3 separate regions of the Mus musculus genome follow, and all the other regions are linked to region 2. The links are chromatin contacts, called in public HiCAR-type and promoter capture Hi-C maps. All regions are on one chromosome and are shown on one strand. Each heading gives the region's core, a stretch centred on a gene start, on an enhancer-like site or on the middle of the called end of the contact. The rest is flanking DNA. Distances are from core to core; before and after follow the strand shown.

What was found. Promoter capture Hi-C pulls out the DNA fragments that hold promoters and counts their contacts. HiCAR-type assays count read pairs that join an accessible place to other places.
Region 1: a HiCAR-type map of astrocytes shows a contact between it and region 2, with 8 times the contacts expected there. The contact joins the promoter of Cdk17 here to the promoter of Slc25a3 in region 2. A contact is called at or near these places in 6 of 39 promoter capture datasets (the 3T3-L1 cell line, hippocampal neurons, liver and 3 more), 1 of 484 Hi-C or Micro-C datasets (cardiomyocytes), 7 of 115 datasets of contacts at active chromatin or transcription factors (the NIH/3T3 cell line, astrocytes, embryonic stem cells and 3 more) and 2 of 9 other capture datasets (adipose tissue and embryonic stem cells).
Region 3: a promoter capture Hi-C map of liver shows a contact between it and region 2, with 4 times the contacts expected there. The contact joins the enhancer-like site here to the promoter of Slc25a3 in region 2. A contact is called at or near these places in 5 of 39 promoter capture datasets (cranial neural crest, hippocampal neurons, liver and 1 more), 1 of 115 datasets of contacts at active chromatin or transcription factors (thymic regulatory T cells) and 1 of 9 other capture datasets (liver).

Annotation. Positions count from the first base shown.
Region 1 is chr10:93,159,112-93,164,047 of GRCm38.p6, reverse strand. Cdk17 (cyclin-dependent kinase 17) reads right to left here and starts at 3,172. Exons shown (of 17, transcript NM_146239.2): 1 at 2,848-3,172. It overlaps Mir1931 (microRNA 1931), which reads right to left and starts at 1,263; the gene lies at 1,145-1,263.
Region 2 is chr10:91,120,862-91,125,717 of GRCm38.p6, reverse strand. Slc25a3 (solute carrier family 25 (mitochondrial carrier, phosphate carrier), member 3) reads left to right here and starts at 1,751. Exons shown (of 8, transcript NM_133668.4): 1 at 1,751-1,802; 2 at 2,012-2,160; 3 at 3,675-3,796. The coding sequence starts at 2,016.
Region 3 is chr10:93,522,738-93,527,563 of GRCm38.p6, reverse strand. It overlaps Amdhd1 (amidohydrolase domain containing 1), which reads left to right. Exons shown (of 9, transcript NM_027908.1): 7 at 278-371; 8 at 1,558-1,718; 9 at 3,062-4,226. The coding sequence ends at 3,149. Among named protein-coding and RNA genes, the nearest start is that of Amdhd1, 15 kb to the left of the region's middle. Within about 2 kb of position 1,998, at least 5 of the 459 cell types and tissues checked have an H3K27ac peak or open chromatin away from gene starts, as enhancers often do. A contact at or near this core is called in liver, where this site is marked.

The sequences.
Region 1 (4,936 bases), core at 1,923-4,422, 2.0 Mb before region 2:
CTGTCTTCTAGTTTTTGTAGAACCAATTGAAGCCATTAGCATCATTAATGCTACCACACTCTGAATTAAGGCCTCCAATTTCATCTTTCCTTACTGTGCACATATCTCTTCTGCTCTTTTGATAACCAACTCGTACAGGACAGATTACACTGTGTCATACAGTTAACACTAAAAGTTACTTCCTTGGGCCTGAACCCAAAAAAGGGAATAAACTACATATTTGACAAAACCCTATTTTAGGAATGCAAAAACTACGATATTAACAAGACTCTAATTCTACATTTTTTTTCTGACTGCAAAAGTAATATGAAAATTTAGAAAAATAGAGGTAAAAAATAAACGACCCACAATCCAGAAACACTTATTGGGCATACACTTTCTTGAAGTGACACAAATTTTTATTATCTAAGTAGGTACTAATAAGTGTGGAGAAAAAATATTCACAGTTTTGATACATTTATTAAGCATCAATTACTATAAAGTGACCTGTAATTTCACAAAAGTCTCTAAAACATTGACTGGGAAAGAGGAAGTTGAAAATGCAGACTAATCCCTAGCTGAAATATCTAAAATTTTAGTGTCAATAAGGACAGCACATTGTAGGATATGAATATCTTTACAGCAGCACTAACATTACTGCACCTACAATAAATGGATCTTACTTTGACTTTCTTCTTATTCATATTTTCATTAGCATTCTTATTTCCACTGTAAAAATAGTTGAAACTCCTATGTTTGCATAAGAACTTTAAAATACATATTATTGTTGTTATTATTTATTATGAATCAATTGTTGTTGGTGGTGGTGGTGATGATGTTCGTGATGTGTGTGGTGTATGCATGTGGAAATCAGAGGACAACGTTGTGCTGTTCTTGCCTCCGTCTTTGCATGTGTTCCCAGGATTGAACTCAGGCCCTGAGACGGGCACCCGTACCAACTGAGCCATCTTGCTGGCACTTGCATTGGAATTTTTTTTTTTTTTGTAAAGATTTATTTATTTATTATATGCAAGTACACTGTAGCTGTCTTCAGACACACCGGAAGAGGGAGTCAGATCTTGTTACGGATGGTTGTGAGCCACCATGTGGTTGCTGGGATTTGAACTCTGGACCTTTGGAAGAGCAGTCGGGCGCTCCTACCCACTGAGCCATCGCACCAGCCCTTGCATTGGAATTTTAAAGCAGCTTCAATTCAAAGGCTCTGCAACAGATCTTTGACGAGCAGCATTCAAAGAGTTAATGCTTCTGGCCTAGGAGATGGCTCGCCAGATAAAAGAACAGCGCTCTTCACATTCCTGTGTTCACTCACAACATTAGAAATAAAAATTAAAATGAAAGACGTCCTTAGTCATATTGTTTTCTTTTGTTTAAACCCGCTGTTTATGGAATTATGCAGATGTTAAAAGAACAAAAAAAAAAAACTGAAATGACTTCATTAACCAGGTGACACCACATTTAATACATAAGCCAATTCCTGGTGTTCACAAGAGAACAAAATAAAACCAATTAACATTCCCACTAGCAATTTTTTTTTCCTCCTTAAATTTAGTTTACACATGTTTCTTGATTCAAAGGTTTAGGTCAATTCAACTGATCAGAGGTCGTCTTCTGTTCCGTGGTTAACAACGTCAATTTCCAAGTCACTCAAATCCATTACTTTGATAGTCTTGCACAAATGCAGTTAAAAAGAAACCCAACAAAGGATTAGGAAAAAACAAACAGCAAAGTTGGGAGGCAAGAGCTGTCTCCCTTAGTCAAGCATTGCCTGTGACGTGACAGAAGCTCTGCTACCAGAAATACACTTTGCTGGCCCAAGGAATGGCCAAGACGCAAAACAAAATTTGTGACTTGTGTCTAGAGAATCAATTTGGCTCAGGAGGCGATAAAACAGGGCCACTGATGCGTCGTCTTCGATGGCCACATTAACATAAGGGAAAGGCGCCACGGATTTCAGCTAAAGGCTTTTGCCATTTTTGAAGAAGAAAAGCTAATTGTTAATGGCCATGTGACACAGAAGATCCCAGAAAGGAAAGGGTGGGAGGAAAAAAAAAAAAAAGAGAAGAGTTCAAGGCAGTTCAGGGTCAGACCAAGTCAGGCATCCTGTCATTAGCAAACGTTCCCCTAGCTGAAGGCAAAATACCGCTTACCCCAGAAGGAGTGGGTGAAAAGTAGGGGAGAGAATGAGTGGGGAACCACAGGGGACGGCGAGGTGGCAGCGTGGGGGTGATGTGGGGAAGAAAACTGGGGCCACCCAGCTGAGATGGGGAGCAGAAGCAACCGGACAAAAACACCGAGAAAAGCAACTGCGGCTAAGACAACGGTGGAACACACACACACACAACCCCCTCTTCCCGGGTTCTCTGGGTTTCCCACAGTCCCTCCGCCTCCGGTTGGAGCGACACTCAGGGGTGTGACCCGCCAGCAAGAGGGCTGCCCGGAGCTTTGTGTCGACCCGCTCCCCCACGAGAGGGCTCCTCCCCCGCGGAGCTGCCCACCCACCCGCGCGCAGCCTCCCGCGTCTCCAAGGAGCCCGCAGCGCCGCGTCCTCGCCCACTCCCGCCGCCCCGCGCCCGCGCCTCCACCCCGGCCCCGGGGACCTTTGTGTCTCGGGGGGACTTTCCGCCTCTTCCCCTCCCGGCGCCCCACGGGGCCAGCAGCCTCCCCAGGAAGCCTCGATCGGCTGCGAACTCTCAGCGGCGGCGCATGGAGCCCCTCCCCCCAGGTCCCCCAACCAGCTCCGCACTCCCGCAGCCCACGCCGCGCGTGGACATGCGACCGACAAGATCCCCACTCGAGCCGCCCGCTGACAGGCGTCACGATCCCTGCCCAGCCCCGCTGCCAACTCACCAGCAAGTGCGGGGACCGCGGGCTCCGGACCGGCGGGCGCGCAGAGCGAGCGAGCGGATGCAGGTCCGGTGGTGGCGGACGCGCCGAGGCGCCTCAGGCTCAGGCCTCCCCCCACCCCCCAACCTCGCGCCTTCCGCTCCGCGAGGGCCGCCGGCCGCCTCACGCGTGGCAGAGCCCCCCGCTCAACATGGCTCCCGGGCCGCGGAGCCTCGCGGACGGCCCAGTACTCCCGGCCACCGAGCCGGGGCGGAGCGAGGCGGCGGGGCGCGGGCTGCCGGACTGCCGGGCGCTGGGTAGACCGCAGCCGCCGCTCTCGTTCGTCTGAGTGCGCGTTGCTTTCTCTCGCTCGGAGGCTGCGGCTTGACGCCTCCGCCTGTTCCCCGGAGCGAGCGAGAGCGGGGGTTAGAAAAAAAAAAAGAAAAGAAAAAAGGAAAAAAAAAAAAAAAAGACTTTTATTGAAACGATCCAACCAGCGGCGGCGGAGAAAAGCGACCGGCTGCGGGAGCTTCCCCACCCCCGCCTGCACGGCTCGCCTGGGGCAGCGCGACCCCTGCCGGCGGTGGCGGCGACGGCGGCATGCGGGGCGGAGCCTTGCCTGGGGGTGGGGCTTATGACTGGGGCGTGGTCTGGGCGGGGCTGGGGGGTATTCCCAGGAAACTTCAAGCGTGGCTTCAAACGCGGCTGGAGAGCAAGGGAGACCCTGTCCGTGGACAGAACGCTGAACAGTGTCTGACCATCGCGATTGGTGAGGAACCGATCGCCACAAATCAGCCCCTCACTGTCCCCTCGCAACAATAAAACTCTGCTTGAAGTATTCCAGGCGCTACTGTACACAGGATGCCTGCCTCAGTACAGTGCTTCAGATGACCCACAAAGAAATACCTCGGTCGATTGCTGCAATTTTCTTCTGTTCTGTGACTGGATATGCGTGGCCAGTGCAGTAATCACCCACGCACAAAGCTTTGATTTCAACCACAGTGTTTTTAAATGTTATTACACTGTTGGCTCTAGGCTGGGGGGGGAGGGTGGAGGGGGGAACTAAAATGGTTACAATAAAACTGTGTTGTGAAAGAGTCAATGCTAAGTTATAGGACCCAGAAAGAGATACTGTTGCAGTGAGTTAGATTCTGTTGCTTGAAGGAGGCAGGCCAAAGAGGTTGGCCCAGTTTCTGTAAATCTTTTTACTTTCTTCTTCCCCAGTTAGGAACAACTGAATGTGTAGACAAACTAAAGTGATCCTGGCCCATTTCTTTCCACAAGTAGGGATAGAAGCTTAAAGTAAAAGCAGACTTAAGTGGCAGAGGAAAATACTGAGAGAACTGAAAGAAGACAGTAGGGTCCGGATGTGGACACCCTAACCAAGAAAAGGTTAACGGTATAAAAGGCCAGTAGGGTGAAGGTTGGGGTTTTTTGTTGTTGTTGTTGTTATGTTTTGTTTTTCTGTTCTTATCACCAGGAAGTGCACGATATATTTTAAATCTCATTATCTACTAAGGACTTCTGAATCGTATCTTTTCTGATTGATGCGCCTTTCCTTGAAGATACTTCCTGCCCTTCTGTCTAGAACTTTGTCGGACACAGCTGGATGTGTTTTCTACAGCTCATAAGGTTCATATATATCAACCGGAGTTCTCCTGTGTCTCCAAAATTACCAGAACTATAGGTTAACAATAATTATCCTCTACAAAGACTTCAACACTTGTTTACCCTATAAAAATGTCCATATTTATACTTCCCTTCAAGAATGAGTGTGTACTTTTGAACAGCAGTTAATGATTTTTTTAATATATGTCTAATTCAGGCAATTTTATAATATGTTAGGAGCTAGCATCATTTCAGAGTTCTTTGTAAGTTAAAGAAAAATATATGTTACACATGACCTACTTTTATACCAAACATTTTCACATGCTTGCCTTATATTCAAAAGCAATTGTGTGGGGGTGTTGTTGTTGTTGTTCTCTTAGTAAATATTCAAAATAGTAAAAAAGGGAATCTACATAATTGCACCCTGAGTTTCTGCATCTGAAATTCTTCCTTCACATCACTGGACTGGAATTAGCCCATTAGAAACCAAAGATAATTCTGCCTT
Region 2 (4,856 bases), core at 502-3,001:
TGAACCATGGCAGACACATAGAGATCAGACAATGACTTTTGGGATTCTATGGGCCTGGGGAATGCAGTTTGGCTTCGTAGACTTGGTACAGGCACCTTTCTCTGAGTTATCTCAATGCTCACATCCTTTTCCTATTTTGGTGCTGGGAATTGAACTCACTGCCCCTTGTATCACCAGGCTATGTCTCTAGCCCTGAGATGGTTTGAATGAGAAATGCCCCTGTAGTTAGTCCCTGGTACTAGGTCCCTTGGTAGAGCCCTTTGGGGGAGGTTTGTGGCATTGCTGGAAGCATTATGTACCTGGGGGCCTACTGGCATGTCTGCTGTTTGCTGTCATGCCTCCCCACCATGATGGACTCTTATCCCTCTGGAGGTGTAAGCCAAAATGATGTTTTATCATAGCAGCAGAAATATGGCTAATTTAAACCTCTTCAGTTTTTTATGAAAAATGTTTTATAAATTTCATCTTTAAAGGTTTTTTAAAAAATGGTGGTGGTGGTGGTGGTGGTGGTGGTGGTGGTCTGTGTGTGTGTGTGTGTGTGTGCATGAGTGCAGGTGCCTATAGAGGCCAGAAGATGGTGTCAGATCCCCTGGAGCTAGAATCAAGGTGGGTACTAGGAATCAAGTACCAGACCTCTGAAAGATGTTTTGTAAACATTTTTTTTTTTTTTACATCTTCTTGATGTTTCATAAACTCTAAAAGTATTTCTTCTATCCAGGACCAATTACATAATTTGAAGGACCTAGGGCAAAATGAATGAAAATGTCTTTTGTTTGTAAATGTTAAGAATTTTTAAAGGACACAGCAGAGCACTGACTGCAGAGGTAGACTTAGTATAACTACAATAGTCAATACAGGAGCCAGCTCTAGTGGTGTCTTGGGTTAGATAAAAAGGCTTAATAAAGATGAGATAAACGTCCCAGGAAAATGTTAAACGCAAGAATTACAACAGGTTTGATTGCTTCTAAACTCTCCCTCGTGGAACTTGGCCCCCGCTTGTTGACATCAGAGTGATGATGATCTTGTAAATGTCTGAAGTACACACAGTCCTGTCTTACACGCACACAGTTCATCGGTTACTTTCATGTCAGCGCATGCCTGTGCCTCCAGGAACGAAGCCTTGACTGACTGTTCTCAGGGGCCATGGACATTCTGTGAGGCAGAAGCAGTTTTATGTATTGTATGAGTTCTTCCTGTATATCCTTTCCACCAGAACTTGGTGGAAAATTTAGACATGCCTATGTCAAAAGTCAGTGTGATGGAATTTTTTTCTGAAAAGTCCGATGATGGCAGGAATTCCGATCAAAGATCTTGTAGTGATATCCTAGCTTCCATACCTGAATAACGTATCACTTAAGCATTCATGTCTTTAAAAGTTTATGCCCGCAATCACTTAAAGACATGTAAAAATTCCTGGCGCCAAGGAGAAAACACCGGAAGGTGAAGGGACAGAGTGAGTAGGTCACCTGCCCGTCCAAGGCCAAGACTACACTTTAAAAAAAAAAGGGGAGTGGGGGAGGAGGGCGCTTTGGATCTGCGCCTGCGCAGTAGGAATCCTCCTGCGCACTAGCAGGGCCGGAAGGGCTGGGGTTGGACGTGGGCGGGGATAGGGTTGCTAGGAGGACGCGATGACGTCCAGGTTCTGCGCTCCTCTCCGCAAATGAGAGGCGCGTGGCGCAGTGACGCTCTGCGTGCGTCACGGTGACGCCGCGCGAAGGGCACGGATCTTCGGGCCGGGAGGACATTCGGCCTCTGTGAGCCGCAACCTTGCCCAGCGAGCGGTTGGGTGTTCGCCATCTTAGGCAAGTGAGCGCGACCGGGCCTCGCCGCGGCGCGGAGCCTTGAGTCCCTTGTGGCCGCCGCCTTGGCCGTGGGCCCGGCCGGGCTTGGCGTCCCTGGGGAAGAAGCTGTGACCTCCTCAAGGGCGCAGAGCCGGGCATGTCTCGCGGGGCTCCGGTGACATTGCCCGGCGCCGGGTCTCTCTCACCTCCGCCCTCTGTCTCCCCCGCAGGAGGATGTTCTCGTCCGTAGCGCACCTGGCGCGGGCGAACCCCTTCAACGCGCCACACCTGCAGCTGGTGCACGATGGCCTGTCGGGTCCCCGCAGTCCCCCAGCTCCGCCCCGGCGTTCCCGCCACCTGGCCGCCGCCGCCGTGGAAGGTGAGGTCGCACCCTGCCCTGTGGGAGCGCTGGTTACATGCTGCCCCCCTGCTCTGCCTCCCGAGTCCTGGGCAGGAACTGGAGGTCGGGGAAGGACGCTTCAGCCCTGGACCCGAGGACCGGTCTCTCGCTGACCCTGGGATGGCAACTCTGACACCCTAGGCCGCTGTCGGATCCTTGGCCCTCCCTCAAGGGCGTGGAAGGGCCCAGGCCCAGCGCCACTCAGTGACCTCCGTGTCCCGAAGGGAGTAGAGGCAGAGAGGTGGTAACCAACTTCTTTATCTTCCCCCGTGAGCCCGCTTGGTCAGCCAAGTATACTGGGTAAAATCTCTTTTTAACCACTAGCCAGACACAGTTGCAACTCCATAACGTTTATTTGACTTGCCTTTTTAAAAATTACCTGGAAAACTCTCCTTTGATCTCCTTTCCCAAGTTTTATCTTTTCATTTAATTGTATATGAGGTAATGGGGTTGGGAATCTCTTCCTTTTGTGCTACTGGTTGGTGAAGGAGGTGACTTGCAGATTATATGAGGTGTGCATTCCTTTGAGTTTATGTTTTTGGGATTTGAGCTGGGTGACTCAATAACTGTATGTTTTAAATCCTAGTGGAACATAAGTACAAGAGAAACCCGAAAGCTGAATTATAGGCCTCAAGAGAAACGTTACCTACATTGTGTGTGTAAAACAGAAGTCCCCACCCACACCCCAGTCATTCATGTGCTTCATGCGTCTTAAACGTGATTAGAAAACTCCTTTTCACTATCTCCTATCGTTTTCCTCTGATTTCAAAAGCTAAAGCAAATCTTTGTATGTTTTTGACTGCAGGAACTAGGTATGACTTACTTAGTTCATAAGTGAGTAGTTGGTTAATAGCTGGAGCAAACGTTAAAGTTAGCAAGCTTTGCACATGTTAAGTGCTCTTTTTGATTTTGGGCTGTCCTTGGAGGGTGCTCTTAGTAACTGCCTTTAGTTGAAATTACCAATGCAGGAAGTTTTAGAAAATAGTATCTCACAGATACTAATAATTTTAGTGATCTGATTTGACAGTGACTTTCATGTCATTTACATTATATGAGAACTCATCTTTCTACCTAGTTGTGGCTGGTGGCTAAAGCTGCATACTAGTGATAGTACTATACCAAAAGGAAATAGTTTTTTTTTTTCCTTCCCCTCGACTTCCTTAGTCTCTGAAGAAATAATTGATCTTTTTTCTTCAATCAAACAGAGCAGTATAGCTGTGAATATGGATCTGGCAGATTCTTTCTCCTCTGTGGCCTCGGAGGAATTATTAGCTGTGGCACAACACATACAGCATTGGTTCCTCTAGATCTCATTAAATGCAGAATGCAGGTTTGTGTTGCATGCTGGACTAAAACGTTCTGTTGAAACGTGAGTTGTAAGATATAGACTGCTACTAACAAGCTGTGTGGAAACCTAATTGCCCAGGAGGTAAGTTGATGCACACTAATACGAGTCCATATTAAAATGCACGGTGTGTCTTGTCTTATTACAGAGTACAGTTGTGAATTTGGCTCCATGAAGTATTATGCACTGTGTGGCTTTGGTGGGGTCTTAAGTTGTGGGCTGACACACACTGCTGTTGTTCCCCTGGACTTAGTAAAGTGCCGCATGCAGGTTTGTATTGTTGGCATGAGTGGTTTTATTTATATTTTATTATTTGCTATGATAACATTTTGATTATGTAAGTTATATATGTTATGTGGGTGGGTAGGTGTGGAAATAAATAGACCACTTTTGGGAGTTCTTTACTTAAACCATAGGGAACCCAAGCATAGCACTCAGGTTGACAGGTTTGACAGGCAAGTGTCTGATACTGACCCGCTGTGTCTTGTGTATGTGATTTACCTTACTAATGCAAAGTTGTTTTAAACTAAAGTACAATTATATTACTTCTTATCCCTTTGCTCCCAACAACCCCTCCCATACCTCCACCTCCCACTCTCTCAAATCGATGGTCTCATTTCTTATTATTGTTACATAGGAATTATGCTGGAATCAAGGTCTTAGTATGTGTGCTAGGAGTGCCCTCTACCACTGAGCTACATTTCTAGCTTTGTTTAGTTTTCAAAAGATTTCTACTTCATGTGTAAGGGTGCTTTGCCTGCATGTATGTTTGTGCATCACATGCCTAGTGTCCAAAGAAGAGGGCATCTGCTTCACTAGAAACCGAGTTATAGATGATTGTGAGCCATTATGTGGGTGCTGGGAATCGAACCCAGAACCTCTAGAAGAGCAGCTACTGCTTTTAACTGCTGAGCCATCCCTTCTGCTCCAATTCTGAGCTTTTTGTTTTGTTTTTTCGAGACAGGGTTTCTCTGTATAGCCCTGGCTGTCCTGGAACTCTGTAGACCAGGCCGGCCTTGAACTCAGAAATCCGCCTGCCTCTGCCTCCTGAGTGCTGGGATTAAAGGCGTTCGCCACCACGCTCAGGTTAATTGTTCTGCTCTTACTATAAGTGGATCTTAACTGCTGGCATTCAGTTCTGGCCAGAGGTCTTTTTCAAAGCCTACTAATTCAAGACCCCCAAGTAGTCACTGTATAAGTATTTTTTGTATCAAAGTGGTCAGTCAGTCTTGTGTTATCTCATGTGAACTAACTTCCTGTCCCTAAATATTGAGGCAAAGAACATGTTTATTTCTCAGAAAAGTTCTTGTTGTCTTTATAGGGAAAGTGA
Region 3 (4,826 bases), core at 749-3,248, 2.4 Mb before region 2:
TCGAGTACAGGTTGTGAGGATGCAGACTTCGGAGATGCGTTGTTCCAAAAAGCTCCGGAGAAACTCAGATGCCAAGGGATGCGGCAACAGTGGCACAAAGCCATCATCCTAAAGGCGCAACCAGCAAACCCATGAAATGTCAGGTGATGCCAATGCTCACCTCCACTCCACCTGGAGCTTTCTCTTCTCTTTTAGAACATGAACGCTCCCGCCATCCCTGCATCAATTCTGAAAAAGTCCCACCTGGAGAATGACACCTTTCTTCCCCTCCCCTTAGGCTGAAGCAGCCTCGAGCCAGGAAGATGTTAGACGAGGGTGTCATAGTTGCTCTGGGCAGCGATTTCAACCCCAACGCGTACTGCTTTTCCATGGTAATTACCTTTTGGATATTTCTCTGAACAGAGTGGAAACTATGGAGCATATAAATGTTTAACTTTTTCATCAGTTGTGAATCTTTTTTGTTTGTTTGTTTGTTTGTTTTGAGACAGGGTTTCTTTGTGTAGCCCTGGCTATCCTGGAACTCACTCTGTAGACCAGGCTGGCCTCGGATTCAGAAATCTGCCTGCCTCTGCCTCCCGAGTGCTGGGATTAAAGACATGTGCCACCACCGCCCGGTGTGAAAATGTATTTTAAAATATAAAAATATTTCCTTGAGAAGAAAGAGGGAAAGGGTTTAGTTGGTGGTATAATTGAATTTTTCTGCACACACAAATTCATCCAGTTATGAAGAGATAAATCTCTATTTTTTGAGACTTAAGGGTTTGTGATAAACCATTTTCCTTCTCTGGGGCATAGCAGAAACTCAGTGAGACTTTAGTGAGTAAGGATGGAGATAAGCTTCTCACATAGCATAGGGTCTTAAAAAACTGTATAATATTATTTAAGTAAATATTAAACACACAGTATTATTAAATAATAAAGGAATTTCCCCCAAAGTTTAAGAATCTTATGTGTAAATTGCATTTTCCAATAACAACTTGGCAATACACATATATATTTATTACAGATATGTGTGTAGTATATAATGTAATAAAATATATGTAATATATTACATATGTATAAGTAATATATTATAAATATCTATAAATACACATGCACACAATATAATATGTAATATAATATATAATATATTGCATATAATAAACATTTTATGGTATGTTTATAATATATTGTATATATTATATATTTTTTAAAAGATTTATTTATTTATTATATGTAAGTACACAGTAGCTATCTTCAGACACCCCAGAAGAGGGCATCAGATCTCATTACGGATGGTTGTGAGCCACCATGTGGTTGCTGGGATTTGAACTTAAGACCTTCGGAAGAGCAGTCAGTGCTCTTAACTGAAAAGCCATCTCTCTAGCCCATACATCGTTTTTGGGGGGTGGGGAGTAGAGTAAAATCTGGGGCCTTTTACATCTGAGCCCAGATTATCCCTGAGCCATTCCTTCCAGACACGCATTCAATTGTCCTGCTTGTGCTGTGTGGAGAGGCTTCCTAGATAGCAGTTGCTGCTACTCTGCTGCTCTCCAGTGCTGTCTCTCCTTGCCTTAGCCGATGGTCATGCACCTGGCCTGTGTGAACATGAGAATGTCCATGCCGGAGGCCTTGGCCGCTGCCACCATCAACGCGGCTTATGCGCTGGGAAAATCTCACACCCACGGATCTTTGGAAGTTGGCAAGCAGGGGGACGCCATCATCATCAATGCATCCAGGTGCGTGTCCTCCCCAGCGACTGGTAACCATAGCAACGATTAGCTGTCTTATTCGATGCCCATGTAGACAAGTTGTAGATGTCTTCCTACTTGTACTTAGTAAGTATCAGGCTCTGTGTAGACTCCACACCACTGGACCCCCTCTATCTTTACCCCTTTCCAACCAGAAGGTCTCCCTTGATATCCTCATCTTTGTAGTAAAGCCAGTCTCCAAATCCCTTTCTCTGCCTTGCCTTTTTCCTGGGCCTCCAATTCCTGCTGTTTTCCTGGACTTGGGACTTGTCCCTGAGCCTGTGTGTTTGCTTTCATGCTTGCCTCCTGACCTCTTGCTTGTTTACAGCCCTGTTTATCACCTGGCTCTGATTTATTCGTTCTCTGACTCATGGAATCAAAGGACTCTCAAAGCCTCTATTCAGCTCTCCTATTCCTGAGTTCTTAATACTCACTTGTGGTCTGCTATAACTTGGGCCTCCAGTGCCACAAGCTTGGGCCTAGTGTCTAAATCTAAATGTTGGAGATGTTCTATCCCTTTGACCCTCATAAGCCCATAATAGCCACTGGACCCCACGTTCAACAGCGGAGACCAGCTCCTTCATTTCAGTCCTTCTCGAAGCATCTCCTCCATCCATCAAAGATAATGTGCATGTACTACTCATGAATGGGGTTTTAAAGGTTCAGGGACTGGAGAACTGGCTCAGCTCATAGAACACTTGCTGCACAAACAAGGGGACCCGAAGTTGAGCATCAGTGCCCACGTAAAAAGCCAGGCTTAGCAGGATGGGCCCGTGCTCTGAGCACTGGGGAAACAGAGACAGGGGAATGCCTAGGGTTTGCTGACCAGCCAGTCTAGTGAAATAGAGGGACTCCAGGTTCAGTTACAGAGCTGCCTCAAAAAAATAAGGTGGATAGTAATCAGGAAGACACCAATGTGGAGGACTGACTTCCGTGTGCACTTACACAAGTGAGCAGGCATACACCACTCATATGTATGTATACACACACACACACACACACACACACACACACACACACACACACACACACACACGCACACTGAATTCACTTTAAGTTAGGTTTTTTGTTTGTTTGTTTGTTTGGGTTTTTTGTTTTGTTTTGTTTTGTTTTTGTTTTTTGAGACAGAGTTTCTCTGTGTAGCCCTGGCTGTCCTGGAACTCACTCTGTAGACCAGGCTGGCCTCGAACTCAGAAATCCGCCTGCCTCTGCCTCCCGAGTGCTGGGATTACAGGCGTGCGTCACCACCTTTAAATTCGTATTAACTGACACGGTGATGCTTTTGATTTATGTGCACTGAAGCAACGATTTCCTACTTTCTTTCTTTCTAGATGGGAACATTTGATTTACCAGTTTGGAGGCCATCATGAATTAATTGATTATGTTATAACTAAAGGAAAAGTCATCTACAAGAAGTGATATCTTTGAACCAATAAGATGCCTCAGTGCGATAAGTCTCTTGTCACCAAACCCTGAGTTCGATCCTGGAGCTCATGAGGGTGGGAGGAGAGAATGTCTAAGAGTTACCCTCTGACCTCCACGTACTCACCTGCTATGTACCAGACCCCTCCTCACCTCCACATAAATCAATGTAATAAGATAAAAAATATTTTTTAAAAAATGACAGCTCTTCAAGGAAAGATTTGATGCTTTGTATCAAATAACGCCATGTAAGTTAAAGCCCTTCCGTGGCTTACAGAACGGTGTCACTTAAGCCTAACCAGATGTCAGGGTTTTACTATTCACCGGAAACCCCAAGGGATGGACCTGTTTGAAGTGAACATGTATGGCTATCTGGAAGTGTAAATAGGTAAACCTGGGATGAAATGTAGAGTTGTTTTTCAAAGACTGGCTGCAGACATTCTGAGATGAATATGCTATGAATGTGAATTGAATATATGAGATGAATTTCAGATAGCTCAGAAATTCCCTTGTGGGAGAAACAACCTTGGCTTGAGAGATCTGTTTTGTTTCTGCAAATGTTATGCCCCAGTGAGACCAAGGGTACCATTTCCTAAGAAGCAGGCAGAGTCTTTGCTCCCCACGGTTTGTCTGGGGACAAACGTGGGGGGCAGAGATGGCCTCCCATTTTTAACATCGTATCAGCCCTTGTAATAAAGCTTTACCACAGAGTTCAAGACCTGATATCTTGCACAGATATGGAAACTCTCCTCCACAGACACGCTTTAGTCAATGACAATGAGGTTGTGTTAAAACAGAAATCTTTACGTTAATTTTTTTTTCGTATCACAAAGTCATGGGTTTTATAGTTCTCCATAAATATTTGCTGTTATTACCATTGTTGCCTGACAACCCCGGACATGGATCAGTTGTTTTGTCTAGGGAGTTTTTGGAAATGTTCAAAGAACGGATCACAAAATTATCTGCAGAGTGAATGACTATTTAGGCAAACTTGTATTTCTAAAGCCACACCCCCTTGAAAACTTGTAAACTATTTCAGTGAAATTTGCAATGCTAATACAAATTAGTGACGCCACAAATCAATGTTAGTTGCCAAACAATCATCAAATCCAGGCTGGCAGGGCCGGATTACGAGGCGCGTTGGGTTCGGTGTAAATCAAGTCAAGATCCTGCATGAATTGGGTGTTGCTGCTGCAATACTGGAGGTCACGCTGCTTGCGGAGTGAAGAAGTTTACTTAACTCCCAGTTGTGTCTGGTTAAGTTCCAAACAGCATGGTACGACCTCTGGGGAGCCCCTGTCCAACCCTTTGTGCTGTGTCAACTCAAGGCAGACTGCAATAGAGGGAATGGTGGGTGAGTGAGCTACGACACCCCCACACAGAAGACAGATAGACTAGGTATGGTTAAATCCAGGCTTTTTAAAATGCAGGGCTTTAAAGGACTATCCACAATCTCAGGAGAAATGCCTTCTGTCTCTCTATGTCTCTCTGTGTCTCTGGGTCTCTTTCTCTCTATCTCTCTGTCTCTATGTCTCTCTGTCTTTCTCTCTGTCTCTCTTTCTGACTCTCTCGTAATCCGCCTGTGTGTCTCTCTCTGTTTCAATCTGTCTCTCTTTGGTTCTTTAAGATAGGATTTCTCTGTCCTGAAACAAGCTTTGTAGACAAGGGTAGCCT